2 separate regions of the Canis lupus genome follow, and region 2 is linked to region 1. The links are chromatin contacts, called in public Hi-C maps. All regions are on one chromosome and are shown on one strand. The core of a region is the stretch at or near the end of the contact, and the rest is flanking DNA. Distances in the headings are between cores, read along the strand shown. Region 1 overlaps TNRC6B (trinucleotide repeat-containing gene 6B protein). Region 2 holds the start of TNRC6B (trinucleotide repeat-containing gene 6B protein).

Region 1 (2,700 bases), core at 119-2,618:
ATTTATTTATTTATGATAGTCATCAGAGAGAGAGAGAGAGGCAGAGACACAGGCAGAGGGAGAAGCAGGCTCCATGCACCGGGAGCCCGATGTGGGATTCGATCCCGGGTCTCCAGGATCGCGCGCTGGGCCAAAGGCAGGCGCTAAACTGCTGCGCCACCCAGGGATCCCAAAAATTCTTGTTTTTTAAGATTTTATTTACTTATTCATGAGAGACACAGAGAGAAAGAGAGGCAGAGGGAGAAGCAGGCTCCATGCAGGGAGCCTGATGTGGGACTCGATCCCGGGCCTCCAGGATCAGGCCCTGGACTGAAGGGGGCACTAAACTGCTGAGCCACCCGGGCTGCCCCCAAAATACTTTCTTTTAGGCCTTTATTTATTAGCTTGGTGAAGTTTAATGTATTTTGTTTCCATTTCCAGTAACAATTTCTCAGGCAAAAATCATATTGTCAATAAAACTTTTTGTCTTCCAGAAGTCTTCCTGATTACAAATTCATAACTTTTATTGTAGAAAAATTGGAAAGCCTAAGAAGAGAATTTAAAAACTCTTTTTTAAGATTTTATCTTTAAGTAATCTCTGCCCACTACATGGGGCTCAAACTTATAACTCTCAAATCAAGAGTTGCACATTCCACCGACTGACCCAGCCAGGTGCCCCTAAAAGCTCTTACAATCTCAGTGCTCAGAGATTAACCACTGTTAACACGTTAGTGTATTTCTCCTGATCATTTAATATTTTTCACAAATAGTTTTCAAGGAAAACTGTTGATGCTTGCTTTAGATCTATTAAGACCTTTTTACAGAAAAAAAGAGTTTTATTTTGGTAAGTTCTGAAAGATGCTTTTTTTTTTTTTCCTTGCTAGGTTTCTGCCTCCATGCTCAAGCAGTTTCCCAACAGTGGCCTGAATCCAGGTCTTTTCAATGTGGGGCCCCAGTTATCTCCTCAACAGATTGCCATGCTGAGCCAGCTTCCACAAATTCCCCAGTTTCAGTTGGTAAGTGGCAGATTTTCCTCTTATAGCTAAAAAAAGATAATTTTCTTTTTTTCCCATTTAACTTTGATTTGCTTCGTTTTATGCATGCTTAAGTGTTAATATATCAGCTCAGCTAGAGGGAAATGCCACCAGTGGACCAGGAACTTGGTGGGACTTCCCCTTTAGACACTTGATTCAGCCACTGCACTTTGGTGCAGTACCCCATCGAGTGTCTCAGTAAGCACAGCTTAGGAAACTTTTTTCCTCTATCTCCTCCCTGTTTTGTAGGCATGTCAGCTTCTCCTGCAGCAGCAGCAACAGCAGCAGTTGCTACAGAACCAGAGGAAGCTTTCTCAAGCTGTGCGCCAGCAGCAAGAGCAGCAGGTATGCAGAACTGAAAGGGTCCCTCTAGTGCTCTGTGTGAGGACTGCAGGTCCACTTCACCTCTAAGAATAAAACATAAGCCACATGCAGTCTTTTCCTGGAAGGTGCAGGATGTTGGCTTATCTTGTGTCCATTTTCCCTCCAATTCCCCCTTGCCCCGGACTCCTGGCTTCCAGCTGGCTCGAATGGTGAGCGCTCTCCAGCAACAGCAGCAACAGCAGCAGCAGCAGCAGCAGAGGCAGCCTGGCATGAAGCACTCACCCTCTCATCCTGTTGGGCCCAAGCCACATCTGGACAACATGGTACCCAACGCTCTGAATGTGGGGCTCCCAGACCTTCAAACCAAAGGGCCAATACCTGGATATGGTTCTGGTAAGTTGTCAGTAATGAAAATCACCTTAAAAAAAAAACACCAGTTGTATACAGAGCCTCTGGTAGAGGTCGGTCCTACATTACTTCCTCTCAGCAGCCACACGAAAGAGATAAATATTCTTATCCCTGTCTTACAGCTGATATCCTAGAGTTTTGATGGTTTTCCAAACTCACCACACAATTAGTAAATCGCATAGCTACACCTCTGACTTCTTTGGGTCCGAAGCAGTCTTTTACATTTGAGGAATGGCAACCTGCTCTTCTACCACCAGAAATTTTTAAAAGCCAGTTAAAATGTTTGTACGCGCTGTGAGTGCCACGTGCATCTGAAGTTATAATCTCTTAAAATATGTACAAACTGAAGTATTTAGCCCTACTGATGAAGTTTCTTCTTATGGAAAAATGGGGAACTAAAATGAAGCTTATAAGGCAAACTGATGAATTCTTCTGATATTAGTATTTCATTTGAGTTAAATAGAATTAGCGCAAGTAAGGTTATACCTTTGACATTCATCAAGAATTTGTTGGCAGGCAAGTCGTAGCTCTTTCAGACCAGGGAACATGTTGTAAGCACAATCCAATCAGTGAGGCAACAGTGACTTAAAAATAAAATGTAAACATTTCAAAGATACCACACACCACAGCAGGTTCTCCTCAGAATGACAAAATTTAGGGTTTATTTTGGTAAAGAAGATACCGTTCTTGCAAACTCAAAAATAAGAGTGGAAGAGACCTGAAATCCATGCTCCTATGAAGCAGAGTGACCCTGGACACATGGCCCTGCTCTCTGCTCTAGTTTTGTGGGGTGTCCACATGCAGAGAGGAACAAAGACTTCAAGGATGCCATAAGTTTTAAGGTAATTAATTTCCAGATTCGCCAACAGCACTGTTTCTTTAAAATGATCTGCCTGAGAACTGACTTAAATTCAAAATAACCTTTCTTCCACTTGACATAAAAGAAGAGTGAAAT
Region 2 (2,700 bases), core at 129-2,628, 220 kb before region 1:
TATCTCTAAAGCAATTTATTCTTTATCTCTCTTTAAACTCTCCTTCTCCTTGTTTCTGGCTCTCGAAGTCTCTCTCTCTCTCTCTCTCTCTCTCTCTCTCTCTCTCTCTCTCTCCAAAGAGGGAGCTGGAAGATAGATGAGGGAGGGTTGAGGAGGTAGGCTTGGCACACAAGGATGGTAGAAATGTTCATTTATAAAGCTGAGAAAATAAACACAGAAGTAGATGGGCTTCTGGTCGGGAAACACCAAGATGGTTTACTTTAGGGTGGGGAGGAACGGGTGCCAGGGAGAAGGCGGTGGCGGCAGTAACAACCTCTCCGTAACTTTAGTCTCCCACAATGTCACCTCCAGAGACTGACGGGGGAACTTGCTTTCGGAATGAAACGTTTTTAAGACGTTGTGTTGGCAGGCAGGTAAGATGCGGGACGAAGGGAGAGGCGCCAGTGAAAAAGAGCGAAGGCTCTGGAACCAGCCTCCTAAGACCAGTGCCAGGTTCACCAATTACTTTCTATCTAGGTGACCTTGGGCAAGTGTCCTAATTCTCTTTAGAGCCTTCGTTTCTATCTGTAAAATTCAGAGAATGTAAAACCCACAGGTTCAAACAGATAATCCCTGTAAAGGACTGAGGACAGTCGTTGGCACAAAGGAGGCACAAAATAAACGACAGTCAGTATCATCGTCAGCTGCGGGCCAAACGACCGGAGTCCCCCAAACTCCCAAGCAAACAATTACCCGGAGCACGGAGCATCCAGGTCTGACTGACGCGCCTCCCGGCCCAATAAGGTACCGGGAAAGAACTCTGTGGAGTCGAACCAATGGCACCAGTCCTTGTTGTTGGACGGGGCTTCTGGCCGTTCCGCCAATAGCTTGAAGATGTGACTAAGGACTGACGTTCTGACGGTCCAATGACGCACAACCAGCCCACACTCAGCACTTCGAAGGGGATAAATCAAGGAGCCGGCGCGTATAGATTCCGTTATTAGGCAATACTGGATGGAGAGAGGAGCTCAGGGGAGACAGCGCGAGGGCGAGGCACCCATGAGCTAAAAAAAGAAAAAAGACGATGGTTGCGCCAAGTGAGCTCGGCCGCCATCATGCTCTAGTTTCCCCTTCGCCTCTCCGGGTCCGCGACCAAGGAAGCGGCCTCTGGGATGCTGAGGGGGTGTGTCCCCGAATGATTGGCGCAGGCGGCTCAGCCAATCCTAGCTCGTCAAACGGGAAGCGCTTGGCCAATGAGGGGCGACGGCAGCGGCGAGGACTCGGAGGGGCGGAACAGCAGCTTGATGGGCACAAGCGCCAGCCAGTGAGAGCCGGAAGCATCCTCCCTGCGGCCAATGGAGTGGGGCTCTGGGCGGGCCCCCGAGTGTTTGTGTTGTGGTTTTGGGGGAGGGAGGCGGAGGGGAAAGTTTGTTTATTTTGTTTTTAGTTTCTGGGGTCCCCGTGTTTCTGGGAGGTGAAGAGGGAGGGAGTGACCCCCCCGCGCCCCCTCAGTCCCCCTACTACGTCGCCTCCATAGCCTGCGGAGAAGCGGGGACCGCGCGCATCGCAGCGCATCGCCTCACAGCGGAACGCCGCGCACTCGGAGCCGGCGCGGCTCGGCGGTGAGTGAGGACCGACGGCCACTGCCGCCCTTCCCCTCCCCCGCGCACCGCCCAGTCCGAGCGGGGCGGCCGGGTGGGCGAGGACGCCCGCGGGAGCGCGCGGCGCGGGCCGGCCTGTCAAGCTGAGGCGCAGCGTGTGCGTGTCCTCGCGAGTGAGCGCGCGCGGCGGGGACAGGGCCGGAGGGGGCGGGAGCGCGCGCGGGCCCCGGCGGGGGCGGGGGCGGCGGCAGCGGCGGCGGCGGCGGCGTGGAGCTCGCGCTCCGTGGGGGCGGGCGTGCGGTGGGTTTGACCCCGGGTCGGGGAGGGACGCGGGCGACGTCCCGCGCGCAGGGCAGGGGCGCCCCGAATGGCGGGGCCGGCGGGCGGGCGCGCGCGGCTCTGGGCGTCACGCGCCGGCAGGTGTGAGCTGGGGGAGGGCTTCCGGGTGGGCTGGTCGAGTCGGGTTCGCTTCCCGTCGCTGGGCGGGGGGGCGCCTCCAGGGCGGGGAGGGGCTCCCCGTGGCGGCGGAGAGCGGGGGGCCCTCGGAGGCGCGTCGGGCCCCCTGCCTGGCTGGGGGGCAGGTAGACGGAGGCGTCAGGCCCCCGAGCGCCCCGGTGGCTGCCTGCGCGGCACCGCGGGACCTGCGTGGCAGCGTGGACGCGTTCCCCTGATTAATCCGGGCCGGGGAAGGGGGTGTCGCGCCCCTCATCCCAGAGCCCTGCGGCGTGGCCACCTTCGAGAGGCTGTCCAGGCTTTCCACGAGGAAATGGGACGAGCCGGCGCCAGGAGTGTTTCCTGTCTCCCCCTGAGTTGGCATCCCTTGGGTCCAAACCAGTGGGTTTGTCAGCCCACGGGGGGCCAGATACCCCAAAGTGGCCGAGGTCGCCCCGTAACCGTAGCTGCTTGTTGGGCATCTTAAGTAAGGACCAGCCCATCCTCAGTTCTCTAGGCAGAGTGTGCCGACCTCGGTCTCAAGATTCCTTGCTTCTTCGTGGATCCTTTGGCTGTTTTATTACTCTTTAGCATCTATGCTAGAAATTGTGCGAGGAATAAGACGAATTTCAAGTTGGTCATTTGTATTACAGTCTAAGCGAAATTATGCAACAAAATTGGCGAGAGG

The links. A called contact is a pair of places that touch in the nucleus more often than the background predicts.
Region 2: a contact with region 1 is called in a Hi-C map of blood, with 2.9 times the contacts expected there. The contact joins the promoter of TNRC6B here to the enhancer-like site in region 1. A contact is called at or near these places in 4 of 9 Hi-C or Micro-C datasets (amygdala, blood and skin fibroblasts).

The regions. Positions count from the first base shown.
Region 1 is chr10:25,829,434-25,832,133 of UU_Cfam_GSD_1.0, reverse strand. It overlaps TNRC6B (trinucleotide repeat-containing gene 6B protein), which reads left to right. Exons shown (of 25, transcript XM_038550487.1): 15 at 864-995; 16 at 1,263-1,358; 17 at 1,535-1,730. Among named protein-coding and RNA genes, the nearest start is that of ADSL, 39 kb to the right of the region's middle. Within about 2 kb of position 1,368, at least 3 of the 20 cell types and tissues checked have an H3K27ac peak or open chromatin away from gene starts, as enhancers often do. A contact at or near this core is called in blood, where this site is marked.
Region 2 is chr10:26,053,798-26,056,497 of UU_Cfam_GSD_1.0, reverse strand. TNRC6B (trinucleotide repeat-containing gene 6B protein) reads left to right here and starts at 1,378. Exons shown (of 25, transcript XM_038550487.1): 1 at 1,378-1,601.